Linked DNA regions of Mus musculus: all the other regions are linked to region 2. The links are chromatin contacts, called in public HiChIP or PLAC-seq maps. All regions are on one chromosome and are shown on one strand. Each heading gives the region's core, a stretch centred on a gene start, on an enhancer-like site or on the middle of the called end of the contact. The rest is flanking DNA. Distances are from core to core; before and after follow the strand shown.

What was found. HiChIP or PLAC-seq counts read pairs in DNA pulled down with a chosen protein or histone mark.
Region 1: a contact with region 2 is called in an H3K27ac HiChIP or PLAC-seq map of large pre-B cells, with 2.7 times the contacts expected there. The contact joins the promoter of Ahrr here to the promoter of Clptm1l in region 2. A contact is called at or near these places in 2 of 115 datasets of contacts at active chromatin or transcription factors (large pre-B cells and pancreatic cancer cells).
Region 3: an H3K27ac HiChIP or PLAC-seq map of microglia shows a contact between it and region 2, with 5 times the contacts expected there. The contact joins the promoter of Lrrc14b here to the promoter of Clptm1l in region 2. A contact is called at or near these places in 2 of 39 promoter capture datasets (maxillary cranial neural crest and pre-B cells), 1 of 484 Hi-C or Micro-C datasets (uterus) and 1 of 115 datasets of contacts at active chromatin or transcription factors (microglia).

Annotation. Positions count from the first base shown.
Region 1 is chr13:74,290,920-74,293,698 of GRCm38.p6, forward strand. It overlaps Ahrr (aryl-hydrocarbon receptor repressor), which reads right to left and starts at 1,412. Exons shown (of 11, transcript NM_009644.3): 1 at 1,312-1,412.
Region 2 is chr13:73,602,561-73,605,297 of GRCm38.p6, forward strand. It overlaps Clptm1l (CLPTM1-like), which reads left to right and starts at 1,442. Exons shown (of 17, transcript NM_146047.2): 1 at 1,442-1,839; 2 at 2,370-2,470. The coding sequence starts at 1,678.
Region 3 is chr13:74,362,662-74,365,493 of GRCm38.p6, forward strand. It overlaps Lrrc14b (leucine rich repeat containing 14B), which reads right to left and starts at 1,339. Exons shown (of 2, transcript NM_001033042.3): 1 at 412-1,339. The coding sequence starts at 1,298. It also overlaps a transcript of Ccdc127 not described here.

The DNA.
Region 1 (2,779 bases), core at 162-2,661, 690 kb after region 2:
TGGGTTACTGGGAACACAAGGTAGAAAGAATATACTAGTTCTGAACACAAATACTGCCAGTTCTGCACAGACACAGTCAAATGGTCTATTACAATATCATCAGATGGTTGGCAATAGACACCTCACAGGGCTGCTGGATTAGCTCAGTAGGTATCCTAGTCTGGAATAATCAGCACTTGGCCATGCCCCTGCTCATGAAAAAAGACAGCCACTGCTCACTGCGTCAGGGTCTCATACCAAGGCAGGCCACTCCCCATGATGGGCAAAAGTGAACCAGACTCTGAGGCCTAGAGTGTCTCCTACTATGAGTTCCTTGATCAGGCTAGGAGAAGTTAAATTACACTGTACAGTACCCCCAAGCTCTGGGGTATCACCCAAGGTGTACACATAAGCTTCTCCTAGAGTTGAGCCTCTAAGTTTAGCTGGATACAGTCCTGAGGAGCCAAGTTACACCTCGCACCCCGGACAAGGGTAGCCAAAGTGAGAAAGATCTCATGAATCCAAACCGTAGAAACAGCTGCAAAAAATAGACCTTTTGGAGGGTGGGGGGACCCTTGTACTAGAACTGTGCAAAGCCTGAACCTCCTTCCAGGAGAAGCCCCGGGAGGGGAACGAGAGTTGTCCCCAATAGAGAGAGCTCTCCAACTGGGACTGGGGAAGCAACACAAGGCCGAGGACTCCAGGGTTTGTACCACTAAGATTTTCAGCAACACCAGGGTCCTGTCTCTTTCTGAAAGAAGCCATACACCGTAATTTTCTGCTTCTCAAAATTGGAGAAGGCAAATATTTCTGGTGCCACTAATTGGACAATTCCCGGAATGGTGGAAGTCCCTCCAAAGCGTGAATCCCTTGTTACTGCCCTCTGATCTCCATGAAAGGGCTTGCTACTGCGCCACTTTCGCTGGCTGTGCCCGTGGTGCTCCAGTCCCAGGGATAGCTAAGGCGGCCTGTGAGGAGCCCCCTTGCCATCATCTGCAAAAAACTTCTAAAAGACATTAGGTCCAAGGCAAAAGGACTCTCCAATGCGGGACAGGTATTCCCTGGCTCATTTTCGGGAGTGAAGGAGTTTGGGGACAGGATACCCAAGTCAAGAGAAAACTGACTCCTCAAAACTGAAGAACCTGACTGGCTTCCCTCAAAGGTCTGATGCCAAGAGAGAAGCCCCTGGAGTGCCCATCACTTTCAGCAATTCTGGACCCTCCAGATGCAAAAATGTGTAGCAGAAGGGGCCCCAGACCAAGCTGGACAATCTCAGAGTGGCTACAGCAGAGGCAAAGACCAGAGAGCCCCGTGAAGTCCAAGAGTACTTACCCGGGGCAGGCGGGGCGCAGAAGATCGGGCGCGCCCGCTGAGGGAGCCGCGGAGGCCAGGAGCTGTCAGCTCTCTCATCTCTGGGACCTGGCCTCAGACTAGAGAAGGAAAGCCCCACCCCAGCACGCGAGCCGCCCCGCCCGAAGCGGCAGACGCAAGGGAAAAGCGGCAGAGGGCGCACGCACATCCTTGTCCCTGCCTGCCACGCGCCCTTTCAATATTTAGGGTCCCCGGGTCTGAGTGCCTGGATAGGGTGTCACCGCTTGCTCTTCGGGTACCCGTGATCTTTGTGCCTAAATATGTTTTTACCCGGGCCTTTGGAGATCCCAGAGCAAGCCTCCAGTTTGTGCACCAAATCCCACCTGGTCCTAAGAAAATCCAGGGAGTCCTTCCTTTTGCGGAGCTGTGGGTTGGGGCCCCTTGGCCCCTGGGGCCAGAGAATGAGATCAGAATAGGTAACCAAGACTTAGCGTGTTCCTCCTTTCTTGCGCTATAGAGTTGTTTGGAAAATAAAAAAGATTAAAGATACAGTATGTTTATACTTTGCAAAGCATAAAGTATTAGTTTGCTACTTTCTGACACAGAATTTACCAAGAATGAGAAATATTAGGTACATTGGGGTCTTTCAGGGGACATTCTCGTCTAAGCTTTTCAGGACACCACATGGTGGATAGGCTCAGCCCTAAACATACCTATTCGGCTGTCCCGCCTGGCCTAGGCATCGTGACTCTTACTAACAAGCACAAGGTTCAGAGACTCCTGGAATCTCTGAAGTTCTTCGTGTGGGCAGTCTGCTCTCCATGTCCCACCCCTCATCCAGTCCCTCCCACCTTCCACCTAGGCACCCAGTCCTGATTTTGACCCTGCCCACGTTTCAGGCTCTTGGGAAGCACCCGAGTATCACACTGTCCATTGGCTAGGGTTCCTCCAAAGTACCCTTGCTTGCTTCTGCTCCTTAGATTTGAACTGGCTGTTTGTTCTGAAGGCATTCTCTTCCCTACAAGGGAACAAGGGACCAGCCCTGGGATCTCAGAAGTAAAAGGTACTTTGCCTCTTCTGTGCACAGCTCTGAACGTGAACAACTAGTTCGCGAGTTTTGTCAGAGAATCTGGAAACATAAGGGCAGTTCTGTTCTCTATTTTGTAAACAACTCTGCGTGGCAGACAACAGAGGCTCAGCAATAATGGTTGGATAAATGTATTTATATTGGGTTTTTGTATCAGACAACGTGCACCTACACTACCATGTTTTTTGTTTATTTTTGGTTTTGTTTGTTTGCTTGCTTGTTTGTTTCTAGATAGAGTTTCTCAGTGTAACTCTGGCTTTCCTAGAACTCAGAGATCCACCTGCCTGTCTCCTGAGTGTTGGGATTAAAGGCGTGTGCCGTCACCACCTGGCTCACTACCACAGTTTTTTTAAAAAAAATGATTAATTGTATTTTAATCTGTTTTTTTTTTAATGTAAACTA
Region 2 (2,737 bases), core at 192-2,691:
AGAATGCCGTTTTGAGAACAATGAGCTCCAAAACTTAAGTTTCTGAGGCCACCATAGAGTAAGGAGCTGGTCACTAATGAAAAGCACCAACAGCCAACAAGCTTCTGAAAACAGGAAATATCATTTTTTGCTTGATCTCTGCAGGCCATCGTCCTGGGCTGTCACAGCACTGGCCACTTCACTCTAGAAACTGTGTATACCCTAAACCAAGAAATATTTAAGAAGATTAAAATGAAGGCCAGAAGAACCTGATACTCTGTTATTCTTGCAGAGAGGAGCCTAGCATAACTGTCCTCTTAAGAGGCTCTACCCAGCAGCTGACTGAAACAGATACAGAGACCCACAGCTAAACATTAGACAGAGCTTGGGGAGTCTTATAGAAAAGTTGGAGCAAGAATTGAGATCTGGGGGGGACAGGAGTCCACAAGACCAACAGAGTCAACTAACCTGGGCCCTTGGGGGTCTCCCAAAGACTAAACCACCAACCAAAGAGCATACATGGACTGGACCTACACCCCACCCCAACACATATATAGCAGATGTGCAGCTTGGTCTTCATTCAAGTTCCCCAACAAATGGACCCGGGTCTGTCCCAGTGTTGCCTACCTGTGGATCCCGTTCCCCTAACTAGGCTGCCTTGTCTGGCCTCAGTGGGAGAGAATGTGGCCAGTCCTGCAGTGACTTGATGTGCCAGGGGTGGGTTGGTACCCAGTGGAGCCTCCCCTTCTCAGAGAAGGGGAGAGGGAGTAGGGAAGAGAGTAGGGGCTGGCATCAGGACGTAAAGTGAACAATTAATGGACTCCGATGGTTTATCTGAGTGGCCTACCCCCTTCTGAGATGAGAAGGGGAGAGGGGACAGGGGAGAGGATAAGAGGAGAGTAGGGGCTGACATCGGGATGTAAAGTGAATAAATAAATTTAAGAACCCAGATGGTTTTATCTGAATGAGTAATGGGAAGTCCGGGAAAAAGATCTTCTTGAGATATAACCTACCTTTGCATGTTAGCCAGGATTAAGATTTATATTACCGCAAAGGAACTTATTCTTCTGACAAAAGGGGCAAGTGACCTGTAAAAACTCTTTTTGACCTTTTCTGGCCATCTTGAACTGCATGTTATCAACACAGTAACCTCACACCCGAGAAATCGGTATTTGAGTTTCCTGAGTCTCCTCCGTGTTTTCTTAACTTTTGGACGCTCCCCTAGACTTTGAAGAGCCAGGATCAGGGTCGTCCCCGCCATCATCCTGGGGCGCCGCCGTAAGGCTGCACAGGGCCTTAAGAAGAGCAACGCAAAGAAAAAATTTCCAAGAACCGGGTGCCGCCAAGGTTGGTGGCGGACCTGGGCTCCCACAGGCATGCCGGGAGTACGGCGCAAGAGGCTGACGTCACGCGCGCGCGCCGGTCGTGCGGTCGTCGTGAGGTTGCGAGTGCGTGGCGGAGCGTCTGGCTCCCAGAGGGCCGTGCGCGTCCACTTCCGCCAGCTGCTCGGTTCCCGGAAGCGGTGGCCGGCAAATCCGGCCAATCCCCCAGCGCCGGGTGTGGGTTATCGGGAGCATGCGGGGCGGCCGGCGGCCCGCGCGAGGCGCGTTGGTTTCCCCGCGGCGGTGGCGGTGGCGCGCAGCGGCTCTCCCGTGAGCGGCGGGCGGCGGCGGCGCTCGGCCCGCAGGTTGCGGCGCCATGTGGAGCGGCCGCAGCTCTTTTACCAGCTTGGTGGTGGGCGTGTTCCTGGTGTACGTGGTGCATACCTGCTGGGTCATGTACGGTATCGTCTATACCCGTCCGTGCTCGGGTGACTCCAACTGCATCCAGCCCTATCTGGCCCTGCGGCCCAAACTGCAGGTGAGCGTCCGGGAGCCCTAAGAAGGCGCCTCCCGGCCGGGTGCTACCACCCACCCCCTACTGGCACTGGTCAGAGGGTTTCGGGCTACCAGTTTTGCCCCTTATCACTGATGTCACTGTCCAATGTTCTGGTTAGGTGGCAGTGAGAGCTGGAGTTGAGACTTCTCTGTTCTCTGCTGCTCTCTTGTTACCCCTTGGTGCTCTGCCCTACCCCGATTATAACTGAGATCCAGTTGCCCTACACGTGTTTCCTAACGGGACCCCAGTGGAAGTTAACAGGAGATCTCCAGCCATATGGGAGTCAGGCTGCTAGCTCTGCCCTCTTATCACCTGTGTCACTTCCTGCTTCTAGTGGGAATTCCGGACAGGTCAGCTCTACAGTTAGGTTCCTTGTTCACAGCAGTGTCACACAGGCCATCTTGCCCAAGCTCACCCTCTGAGAGGTAGCCCTCAGATTGCTACCCTCTCACAATAGTTACATGTTTTCTATCAGGACCTTTTGGCTATTCATTCTTGCTCACTCTTTCCAGCTGAGTGTTTACACCACCACACGGTCCAGCCTTGGTGCAGAGAACAATGTGGACCTGATCTTGAACGTGGAAGACTTTGATGTGGATTCCAAATTTGAAAGGTGTGGATGTGGGACAGATTGCCAGAGATGGGTTCCAGGATGTCATGGATAGCATTGTATGTAGAGTGAGGACATCCTATAGAAGCACTCCTGTCTAGGGTCTGTGTAAACAGTCAAGCTGAAAGTAACAGGTGTTTGTCACTTAGCAAGTAGCTTTTACTGCAATCTAAGGGCAGCGTGGTTTACTACAGCCCATGTAGTCTCCCAAGGAATGATACATTGGCCTACCTAGTAAGAGTAGTTAGTTCACTTGTTACTTACAAGTAA
Region 3 (2,832 bases), core at 89-2,588, 760 kb after region 2:
CTCTGTCCACCCCAACCCACCCCAATAAACCTCTGCCACATGGAACTGCATTGGCCTGGTGTGGTCTGTCTGGATGAGAGCTGCCATTCCAGCACAACCCTGCTAGTGCTTTATCACTCAACTACCCTATACCCTCAGCTCTTGTGTTTGTTTTTGTTTGTTGAAATAAGCCTCTCTTTGTAGCTGACCTCAAGCACTGGGATTATGGGCAAGCCCCATGGCCGAGTTTTTGTTCATTGAAAGGCGTCTTCCAAACTGGATCAGTGTTCTGATTCTTTCCTAATGGCTCTTAACTCTTGCTGGTCTGACCAACACATTCCCAGAGAACATTGTGTAAACAGATCCTATCCCTGTTCCTCAGTGACTCCAGAATACTTTACCAGGCCCTGTACCCAATTCTCTGAGACTTACCTAAGCAATGTTTGGATCTTCCCAGTGAGTGTAGAGAAAGCCACACTTAGCTCAGTGAGCTGGTTCATCTGGCTGAGCTCCCAGGCAATAGAGGTAAGGAGAAGATCCTCGCCCTCTGGATCTGGGGCACAAGTTGGGGGAGCATCGAAGGCCTTGGTGGGCAAGGTGAGTGAGGTCAGCTGAGGGAAGCCCACCTGGGTCAGCAGCTGCTGCACATGGCCAGCATGCAGCCGGACATTGTGTACTACCTCCAACTTTCTAAGGTTGCCTGGCCCAGCCAGGCCAAGAACTTGTAGGAGCTGCCCAGGGCTCAGGCTGTCTGCCCGGAGTGAAGGGCAACAGACCTGCAGAGGTGCTGGGCCTAATGGCTTCAGGGCCTGCACCACCATGTCAAAGTTGCCTTCTGTGACAAAGAGGTCAGCAAAGACTTCAATGGGGTGCCCAGCTGAACAGGGCTGTCCTTGGAGCTGGCAGCAGGTCCTGGCCAGCACCTTGGTACGGCCCCACCTTCCTAGTGCCCTCCCACAAGGACATTGCTGCACCTGTACGTCCTGGATGCCGGTGAAATCAGCTACCCGAAGGCGGTTGCTCCCACTTTTCAGCACATGGTCAGCTATGCCCTGCATACAGGCCTCCAGGCAGGCCTTGCAGGCACGATCACGCAGGTCTTCAGGGTGGTCAGTGTTTGGCCTCAGTAGCACAGCCAGCCGGAACTCCTCCAGTGGCCAGTGACTCAGCAGAGCACGGGTTACATCTGCCTGCTCTAGCAGGTAACTGGCCTTGAACAGAAGTGGGTAGAGGTTGTAGGCTATATTGTCCAGGTTCTCCTGGACCAGCTGGGAGTGGGACACTAACGCTTCAGCAGAAATGAAACGAAGCGACCTCATCGTGCCCCTGGTCAGAGTGGCGCTGTCCCCGATGTTCTTCCCAAAGTGTGCGAGTGTTGTGGCTATTTATAGCTGCTGCTGCTTCTGGACTCAAGCCCAGAAAGTGGTAAACTGGCCCTTGTGGTCATCTGACTGCTATTTTGGTCCTTAGGTACCAGTTTGGCAGTAACTGTGGAGGCATCTGTCTGTCTTATGGCACCCTGCTGGTGAAAGCAGAGCTGCTTGATTTTGTTGTCCGAAGTGGGACCACTAAGAGGCTCTAGATACTTGCACAAGTAGCCTAAGGCTTACAATACAAATGGATATTCTGCCCAGATGGGGCCTATCCCAGTCAAAAGATCTGAGGGAAGCAAAATCCTGAACTGCACTTGGATGGATGAAACAGTGGTCTTTGGGTAATACCTAGGGGGTCTTTTTCCTAATACCTAGGAGTCAGGAATGCAAGGGCCAGGAATGTGGGGTAGATATCTCAGACAACTCTTTTAAGAATACTGGCCATGAAGCTGCATCATCTTTTATCCCCAAGATCCTTCATTGCAGAAGTGGGAGAAACAATTTCACCGAAAAAGAATACGGACTGGGCCTGGAGAGATGGCTCCGTGGTTAAGAGCACTGAGTGCTCTTCCAGAGTTCCAGCGTTCAATTCCCAGCAACCACATAGTGGTTCATGACCATCTGTAATGGAATCCCATGCCCACTTCTGGTGTGTCTGAAGAGAGTGGCAGTGTACTCATATACATAAATAAACAAATCTAAAAATAAATGTGATATGTATTTCCAGTGACACTCAGTTGGAGAAAACTAATTTTAAAAGGGTGGGGAGAGATGGGCTAGTGAAGGTGATGCTGCAAATAAATGCAGGTACCTATAGGTACCTATAGGCTGTGGGTTCACAGCCCTAGCATAGGTAGGTATTGAGTGGTTAAATCCTGCACTTTCATCATCCCTATCACCTGGAATGGGCAGCTCATAGGTTCCCGTGGTGCCAGCTTTATAGGAGAGTCATAATAGAGAAAGAGAGAGGTAAGAGGCACAGTGGCCATTCCAGGAAAGTGTCCTGTCCTCAGGTGTACCCCAGTTTTCCTGTGTGACTTTTTTCCCTCCTAATACAGAGCTTTATCTCTCCCAGAGACCCTGCCATCGGCAGAGATGGGAATGCGTTGCCATGGTGGAGCCCCAAGCACTGCTAGGTGGGTAGGATCTATATGGAAGGTAATCCATGACAGGATTTTGCCCTAATGTCACCCCTTGCCCCCTCCCCAATCTTAGCCTCTGAAGTATTACCATGTCTGCTAAATAAGAGCCCAAGACCAGTGATACCAAATGTCTATCCTTTAAGGAATAAACTTTGAAGTACATGTGGCTAGGTTATTACTGATCTATGTCTAAATTCACTACTGTATGAATCACTTTGAAACACGTTTAGAAATATTAGTATGTATAGTGAATTAACATGTTCCAGGAATACCTTGAATTTCCTGCCATGCTTATGGAATTCACAAGTGAAATGGATACTTAAACTATTACACTTATT